2 separate regions of the Tachysurus vachellii genome follow, and region 2 is linked to region 1. Evidence: chromatin contacts called from public Hi-C data. All regions are on one chromosome and are shown on one strand. Each heading gives the region's core, a stretch centred on a gene start, on an enhancer-like site or on the middle of the called end of the contact. The rest is flanking DNA. Distances are from core to core; before and after follow the strand shown.

Evidence for each region. A called contact is a pair of places that touch in the nucleus more often than the background predicts.
Region 2: a Hi-C map of muscle shows a contact between it and region 1, with 2.3 times the contacts expected there. The contact joins the promoter of bcl6aa here to the promoter of tprg1 in region 1. A contact is called at or near these places in 2 of 3 Hi-C or Micro-C datasets (blood and muscle).

Annotation. Positions count from the first base shown.
Region 1 is chr4:10,978,649-10,983,519 of HZAU_Pvac_v1, forward strand. It overlaps tprg1 (tumor protein p63 regulated 1), which reads right to left and starts at 3,025. Exons shown (of 6, transcript XM_060867720.1): 1 at 2,937-3,025; 2 at 2,043-2,340; 3 at 1,188-1,279. The coding sequence starts at 2,294.
Region 2 is chr4:11,253,545-11,258,415 of HZAU_Pvac_v1, forward strand. bcl6aa (BCL6A transcription repressor a) reads left to right here and starts at 2,117. Exons shown (of 10, transcript XM_060867727.1): 1 at 2,117-2,184. The coding sequence starts at 2,154.

The sequences.
Region 1 (4,871 bases), core at 1,775-4,274:
TGAGTTCCAAATTCTCAAAGACCTCAATCCGCTCGAGCATCTGTGGGATGTGCTGGACAAACAAGTCTGACCCATGCACCCAACTTACAGGATCTGTTGCTAAAATCTTGATGCCAGATACCCCAGCACACCTTCAGAGGTCTTGTGGAGTCCTTGCCTCAACGGGTCACAGCTGTTTTTCGGCTCAAGTAAGATGGTTTTAATGTTAAGGCTGATAGGTGTGTGTGTGTATCTATTGGGCTGAGAAAAATGCAATATATTATTCATACTCATGTGGCAAGCTCTTAAAAGAATTTCCTGAAAGCTTGTGTCCAGTGATAGAAGCTGACATCCGCCTGCACATTTAGCAGAACCTCCCTCAGCAGCTCTGCTTTACTGTATATTTCCCTTTAATAATTTCCTGCACATCTGCATTATGTACAGAAACGCATGACGGAATAATGAAATGTCAGCTGCAACCCTGCAGCTTGGAATATTGTATAAGATAAGTTCAATATTACTGCTTGGCGAGTGTGTTAGTTTTGCATTGTTGCCACATTATATGACACAGTTTGTGTGTGGGCTTGGAGAAATGTGTCAGAGGTTATTGGGTAAAAGGAAATCCTTAGCTTTAAAGTGTTCAGAATGATTTGTTTACCATTTCCATAGAGGCTTCCTCCTTGTCACATAGTCACCTGCACAAGTTTAAAAAGATGATGCAATCGCTATATCTGGATTTGCAAGAATAACACAGTCTCTAAAGTACACTGGGCGGTTTAAAGTCATAAGGTTTATACTTTCTGTACTTCATTTAGCATGACGAATTCTTATGAAAATTTTCCAACAAAGGTGTCACCAAACCAACCTCAATGAAGGGGTTCTAGATAACATACATAAAATACTGAACAGGAAGTTCTTTCACAACAGTTAACGGTGTCTTTCAAATAGGAACATGGGTGCAATTGAACAATCTTATTGTGAATAACTACAGCAGATAAACTCTTAACTAGCACCTAATACCATACTGCAAAAAGCATACTGATGATCTACGCACTAAAATTCCAATCGGTTAAAGGCAAACCAATAAAACTGTGAAGCAGTATACCAGGGTGTGGTGGCATACATACTGAGCATAGAGTATACAAAACTCATATTTTATAATGTCTGGTTTTGCTTGTTTTATTAATAATAACAAAAAAAGAACATACTCAACCAGCAGCCAAACGTTCAGGACAGGACCGTCCACCTTCTGGTCTACCAGCGATTTGACGTCTTCAATTGCATTGTCTAGAGTCCCAGGCTAAACCAATAAACCAAAAGCAAATATCATCAGTCAATGAGGTGAGAAGGTGTACTTGGGAATTAGGACCACCCTATTAGGCCTGTTCACTGATAAGCTGTTACTGTTAATGCTTCTAATATTTCATGAAAATTAGGATTGTCTATGGGACACAAAACATTATACTAGGATAAACAACACAAACTCACTTCATGCATAACTAACTGAATATTAGATTTTAAATAAATAATTAATACAGGACATTATTCTTGTGTAATTATGTACGGGGTTTGATAAATCACTTTTTTGTGCATAATTGTGTGTTTTTGTGACAAAAAAGCTGAACAGAAACCTGGGAGGTGTTGAATTTGAAATTGCTGTGCATATATATATTTTTTTTTTTACTTCAGACAGTTCTGTTACTGCAACAAGGCTGTGAACAATGTCTGGGTTAGTTGCCAGGCAAACAGGATTTGATTACCAAATTCTGCGAGGTCAATGTGGAGAAACACCAGGTAGCTAGATGTAGGTTGGAGTGTGTGTGTGAAAGAGTGTGTGTGTGTGTGTGTGTGTGTGCGAGAACGATAAAGGAAGGAAGGTAAGCTCTTTGGATTTACAGACACATGACTAACTATGTTTACTATGGGTGGGTAGCGGATCACTTCATTGTTAGACCTGAGGGAACTTTACCTAAACAACACACATCAAGCTTTGTTTTACTGATCTCCTGCAAAAAATTGCACAGTTTGAAATTTTATCTAATAAACAAGATCCTTTATATTACCCGAAGGACAAAGAATCTCTTGAGCTTGAACTGGTTCACTGCTGTGGTCCACCTTTGTCCTGGATCTGCATTGGTGGTTGTAGTGCTGGATGCTGGTGGCAATGTCTTCTCTTCAGTCTCAGTGCTGTGAGTGACAGCTGAAGACGGGGCACTGGGGTTGGACTGAAGGTCCTCGGGGACTGTGTTGGGTGAATCAGCTTCATGCTGCTCAAGCTTCACAGATTTAAATGTCTCCTCGTCTCTTTCTGACATTGCACTGCTTATTTACCCAAGGTGAGTCTGAAGATCTAAAAAAAAACTGGTATGGAAGTACACAGACAAAGAGGCAGAAAGAAAGAGACAGAGACAGACAGAGACAAAAAACAGAGATGGACAGATAGAGACAAACAGATGCACAGTAACAGACAGACAGGCACACACACACACACACACACACAGGAAGACAAATAGTAAGCTTGGTATTACATGGGCTCCAGTTGTAACATTTAAAACAAAACTTTCCAGCTGCCGACTTTTTTTTTTACATTTTTTAATAATTGTTCATATCTATTTTTCTTGTTTGTTCTTTAATGTTTTAGCATTTTTGTTTAAACACAACATTTCCTAGAGAAGCAGCTGCAATAAAGGAATTGTGTAATCCCTGCAAAAGCTTCAGAACTTCTGCACAAAGAACACACGGATTAAATAAGTGAAAGCTTTTCAAAGACCTCAATCCCATATTTTAACTAACAGAAAAATGAACAACATCTTCTTCCGGTGTTGTTCAGCAACACAATCTGTCACTTCTACACTGGGGGGAGTTAAACACGTTTAACTTCAAGATCTAGAATCAAAACGCAAGAGACTCGGTTCTGGTGAGTCTTTAAATAAAAACATAAAAAAGTAAACACTTACCGGCCTCTGGCTCGAGAAGTTTTATCGATACAACACAGTAACAAGTGCAATAGAGATTTCTCTTCCTTCTTCCGGGTTTAAGCAGTGGGCGTGACCAAATAAAGAAATACATGTCTGCCACAACTCTATATGTCTAGTTTGTAACTCTATATGTCTAGTTTGTAACTCTATATGTCTAGTCTGTAACTCTATATGTCTAGTCTATAACTATATATGTCTAGTCTATAACTCTATATGTCTAGTTTGTAACTCTATATGTCTAGTCTATAACTATATATGTCTAGTCTGTAACTCTATATGTCTAGTCAACTATATATGTCTAGTCTGTAACTCTATATGTCTAGTCAACTATATATGTCTAGTCTATAACTACAGTATATATGTCTAGTCTGTAACTCTATATTTCTAGTCAGCTCTATATGTCTAGTCTATAACTCTATATGTCTAGTCTGTAACTATATTTCTAGTCAACTCTATATGTCTAGTCTATAACTCTATATGTCTAGTCTATAACTCTATATGTCTAGTCTGTAACTCTATATGTCTAGTCTATAACTCTATATGTCTAGTCTATAACTCTATATGTCTAGTCTGTAACTCTATATGTCTAGTCTATAACTTTATATGTCTAGTCTATAACTCTATATGTTTAGTCTAGACTATATGCCTAGTCTATAACTATATATGTCTAGTCTGTAACTCTATATGTCTAGTCAACTCTATATGTCTAGTCTATAACTATATATGTCTAGTCTGTAACTCTATATGTCTAGTCAACTATATATGTCTAGTCTGTAACTCTATATGTCTAGTCAACTATATATGTCTAGTCTATAACTACAGTATATATGTCTAGTCTGTAACTCTATATTTCTAGTCAGCTCTATATGTCTAGTCTATAACTCTATATGTCTAGTCTGTAACTATATTTCTAGTCAACTCTATATGTCTAGTCTATAACTCTATATGTCTAGTCTATAACTCTACATGTCTAGTCTGTAACTCTATATGTCTAGTCTATAACTCTATATGTCTAGTCTATAACTCTATATGTCTAGTCTGTAACTCTATATGTCTAGTCTGTAACTCTATATGTCTAGTCTATAACTCTATATGTCTAGTCTATAACTCTATATGTCTAGTCTATAACTTTATATGTCTAGTCTATAACTCTATATGTTTAGTCTAGACTATATGCCTAGTCTATAACTCTATATGTCTAGTCTGTAACTCTATATGTCTAGTGTAGTCTATATGCCTAGTCTATAACTCTGTATGTCTAGTCTATAACTCTATATGTCTAGTCTATAACTCTACATGTCTAGTCTAGTCTATATGCCTAGTCTATAACTCTATATGTCTAGTCTAGTCTATATGTCTAGTCTATAACTCTATATTTCTAGTCAACTCTATATGTCTAGTCTATAACTCTATATGTCTAGTCTAGTCTATATGTCTAGTCTGTAACTATATATGTCTAGTCTGTAACTCCATATGTCTAGTCTATAACTATATGTATAGTCTATAACTCTATATTTCTAGTCAACTCTATATGTCTAGTCTATAACTCTATATGTCTAGTCTATAACATTATATGTCTAGTCTGTAACTCTATATGTCTAGTCTATAACTCTATATGTCTAGTCTATAACTCTACATGTCTAGTCTAGTCTATATGCCTAGTCTATAACTCTATATGTCTAGTCTATAACTCTATATGTCTAGTCTAGTCTATAGTATATGTCTAGTCTGTAACTATATGTCTAGTCAACTCTATATGTCAAGTCTAGTCTATATGTCTGGTCAGCTCTATATGTCTAGTCTGTAACGCACATACATATTCAAATATACAACCTTTTTAACATATTCAGTTCACCTAGCAGAGGTAGGACCCTTTTAGAGGGTAGGGCTCATTGGAGAACCTGGAGGAACCCT
Region 2 (4,871 bases), core at 867-3,366, 270 kb after region 1:
ACTAAAAAGAGCTAAATATTCTAATCAAACTTAGTCAGCTTAGATCTAATACATTAGGCAATTTGACTGCATAGATAAGTCGTTTCTGATACAGAAAAACAAATAGAGCAGGTGAACTTGCTGTTGTGTGGCAGAATCTCGCCCAACTCGGTTGCCGAGCTCTATTGTGGTTTAAAGGCTGAGCCAGGTTTATCTAGAACATTTTGTTCCTTAACATTCATGGTATCATTCCAGTTCAGTGACAGTGATGCATGTAGAATGTGGCCGACAATAACAAACTGAATCTTTTCTTGAAAAACAATAATCTAAAAGCTCAAGGAACACTAATCTTGTCCATCTCAGTTAAAACGTACGAGTGTAATAATATTATTACACAACAACAACAATAATAATAAGGACCCCTATGTGAACTGAATCCGTCTGTAGTGTAACTGCTTTAGCAGTGTTACCAATAAAACACTATTGCCCTTTACCCCACAGGACAGCGTGTTTAGTTTGGACAGTTAGGTCACTTTCTCCTACACAGCATGGAGTCCCACCTTTACTTATTGACCTGTGCTTCTTCAACATGTCCATGCAGCCACTTTAACATCGGTTCCTCCATCACTAAGAGTAAACAAGTGGAATTAATTCTTCTTAATTCTCAGATTAAAAAGGCCAAAGAGTTTTAGTCCCCAAAATCCCCCTCACCCAAAACAACAACAACAACAATAAAATCAATTATTCTAAAAGTTTTCCTGCATGCCCTATCACCTGCTGTTGCGCACACACGCGCACACACGCACACGCACACGCGCACACACACACACACACACACACACGCGCGCGCACACACACACACACACACACACAGGCAGATCAAGCTAACCTGTCCCTTACTGCCTCAGTACACGGTGTGAGAAGAAGCATTCATGTCTTTTAAAATAAAATCACAGCAAAATGGCTGCAGATTTAACCCTCAGGTGATCATCTTAAAGACACACGTGACTTTACACGTCTGCTACCGGTTCCATTTCACTTTGTTTAGTTTGTTCCATACACCTATTATTAATATACTAATAAATAAACCCGTCTGTTTACACCGAGTCACCACTGCTGCATGTTACAAACTGTTTACTTTGGTCATGAGCAAGAAAAAGGGTTAAGACATGTTTACCAACTAAACCGATGGTAAAAGATCCAAACCAACACTTTAAGACTTGTCCACTCGGATTATTACACAGCTGAGACCACAATTGATCGGTTAATTAATTAATTAATTGATTGATTTATTAATTAACTGCATTCATGCTGAAGTAAGAGTCGCACGTGGAAACACTGTATATTAAATACACAGCAGGGTCACAGCAGTAACGCACTGCACGTTTACTCTCACGTCCTGTCCACCGGTTTGTTTACACATTTACACGTTTCACACACAAGACACCAGCATACGAACGTGTTACTTACAGCATGCACGTTTCTGACACATACAACTCGGACAAAAGGACAAAAGCAGGCAGAGACACCACACGGATCGAGTATCATTAAATCCAAGACGTGAGAAAAAAATAAAAGTGCAGTTTTTTTTAAATCTATACTGTCTAATGTTCCGGAAAGTAAGTATAGTGAGAGCGACGGTCCTGGTGAAGGAGCTCCCTGTGCACTGTAGTGTGTGTAGGAGCACTGGGGAGGTTTTAACACGCAGCGAATGGAACAGAATAGTAAATTAGTTCTGAGAATTTTGAGGCTGGGCTTAAACACGCGGGCTATTCTACATACTTAGTACGCTAGTATGCGCGTTTTGGACGCAGCCTGCACGCCTGACGTTACCAAGTTTTTTTTGTTTTTTTTTCCCCTTTGTATCACGTGACTGTCTGAGTCTGGAACGGTCCAAGTCAGAGGTAGCAACGAACACTCTGAACCACTTTGGCCTACTAAATGTACAGGGTTTTTCTTATTTTTCTTCACATCTCTAAGATAGATTACACGCCGACGGAGTTTATTAACGTCGTTTGGTGATTTGAGTGAAAATTTAGTTTTGATTTCGACGAAATAGAGACGCGTTTTAAAATCACGCACACCCCCGCCCTGTAAAAATGGTACGACCGCAAGCTCAAATTCCGAGAATTGAGCCGAGCTGATTCTTAGAACAGGGGTTCTTAGAAGTGGTGATGCAAGAAGTTTCTAGGAAAGCGCTACCAGGTGATGATTTTTTTTTTTACATTATTTTTTCTCACTAATGTGCCGCTTGTTCTGTGCTGCTGTTCATCCACGCGGGTGTTTATCAAAATTGTTTCATAGGATAGTTTTTCTTTTTTAAAAAACACCTTATTTTGTGATTTATGACCGTGAGACTGTTGTGTATTAGTCTGAAGTGCGGGTTCAGTGTTTAATGTTTTATCAGGACGCTTTGGTGCTATTACGCCCTTGACCGATCCAGCACGAGACTCTTACGGCTTGAGCTCGCGCTGTGTCGTGGGCTGCGGCGCGAGCGCGCGCGCGAGAGAGTGTGTGTGAGTGCGTTTGTGTGTGTGTTTGAACATGAAGAAAAATGTTGAAGCGCTGCGTGTCTGGCCAGGACGGATTAGCTATCTGAAGTAACGCCTGGACTTTAAAAGTCGCCGTAATGTTGATGAACCGTGTGATTTTCGGGCCGTTTTCAGTCTCGCGCTTTTTAAAGGCAGTTTAACGGCTGTTTTTTTTCTCTCTCTTGCTCTTTTTTCTGGTCCTTTAGGCGATTTTACACTCCGCGCGTTTGTGCTGTGTGTTTTTGTACTTTTCTCTGCGTCTGTTTTTGTGTTAAACGACGTGTCACAGCGTGGCTGTCAGTGCCGTCCGGGCGGATTCACGCCACTCTTTTAGCTCACGGCTAATAATAAACATCTCCACAGTTTAGCTCACGGCTAATAAACGTCCCCACAGCCGTTAGCTTCTTTAGCACACTGTTGACTTGTGTGTTTTTTTTTTTTTTTAGTACACGCCAGCTTCCAGCTCTCCTCACATGCCGTAAACACGCCTTCATCAACTCTTTAGCTCACAACCTGTTGCCCAACTGAACACGTTTTTAAAAAAAAAAAAAAAAAAAAAACTTAAAACCTAACCGACCGGAGCCGTTACTCGAGCTCTCGCGCACAAACCGTTTCCACGACCGCTTTAAAGTTCAGTTGGTCGAAATCCAAAGGGCTCGCGCACATTATGTACTGTGCTGCCTGTTAGATTAACGGGGTTGAAGCACGCGCGCTCTGTACTTCGTGAATGATTAGAGACAGACGTGTGTTCTGTTTATATGAATTGCATTTAAACATATTGCGTTTCCTCGCCGTGACGCATGCATTAAGGTATATTTGTGCTTTTTTTTTTTCTTTTTTTTTTTTTAGTCTGTGTCGTTCTTTTGGGACCGAATCGTTTGCAAACAGGTCGTGCACTAGACTTTGGCATTTAGCACGAGGGTCATAAATCAGTGCTGGTGAAGGCGCCGCACATGCTTGCTATTTCTGGAGCAGAACTCGCAAACCTGCGGGTTGTGTTCAAGCAAACACTCGGGCTGGAATATTTTTATGTAGAGTTTTAATAATAATTCTGTGGAAGTGTCATGCATGCACAGTATACATGCATGCACGCGCACGGTTTCTTATCTGTAATACGTGAACGTTTGATGCACGAATGGACGGTTTTGAGAGATTTCGTATTTATTCAACGTTAGAGCAAGTCACCCGGAGGTCTGTGCGCATCTCTGACTTGTTGGAGTTGGACAAATATAAACAGTGAAACGTGCATGACTTGAGGTGGCTGCTGTAGGAGCAGGGCTGAGAATCCGCCAGTTAATTGTTGGTGGTCTGTCACTAAGGGTCAGTGCAATATTAAAGACTTGGTGACATCTTGTGGTCGAGAGTGAGGGAGTCTGCTGCTTTTGGGACAGAACCGGATGCAGTGGGTTTTGGTCCGAAAGCACCATGACTTCATCTCGGCTTTGACTGCGTCACAAACCGCATGCAACACAAGTGACCTGTCTGTCAGAGCTGAATGCTGTCTGTGACGACCATAGACACGTGTGATCACGTTCTGTTTGGGTCTTTTATCTAGTAGTTTTTCTTTGGATTCCATGCAAAAGTTTTTTTTAGTGGCCAAGAAAGGTTTCACTTCCACGGTATTTGACTCCAGTAATCACCAGACTGCACTGAATGAGTAGTGACTTGGACAAGGGATGAAAATGTGCACAATTCAGTTTTATTATGCAGGCTGAGAATTTGCTTTAGAGGTGTAAATGCGAGAAGACGCTTCGGTATGTTAAAAGTGCCACGAGAACCTCTCGGGTGCAGAAGATGAGCGGACTGGCTGCTTGTATAGAAGAAGATAATGCATGGATCAGTGTGCCTGAAAACTTGGCTGTTGAACAATCCAGCTTAGTCTGAGCAGCTGGCAGAACGGGGGTCAAGCTGGTAGACCGTCTGTGCTGCTGGTTAGTGCTGGAGGACGGAAAGTTAAAGCAACAGGTTGTTGTGAGGAAAATGACACCACACAAAGGCAATCAGGAAATCTTATTTATCCATCAGTTTAGCTGGAAGAGATGGTCCAGTGGTTTGTTAGGTTGGTCAGGATGTCTTAACTCCTCATCAGTCATCCTTTGTGCTTTTGGTAGTGTAAATGTGTCATGTAGTCATGTAGAATTTTTCATCTTCATCAGCAGTTCTGTATGTTTTGAAATTGCATTAAACACCTGACTATTTAATTTGTTTTTCCTCTCTTTTTATACACACACACACACACACACACACACACACACACACACACACCTCTGAGTTTTAGTGTTGCTAGGACACTGAACCAGAATTTTTCTCGACGCAGACACACAATGTCTTTAACCACAACACAGGTTTACAACAGAAAAT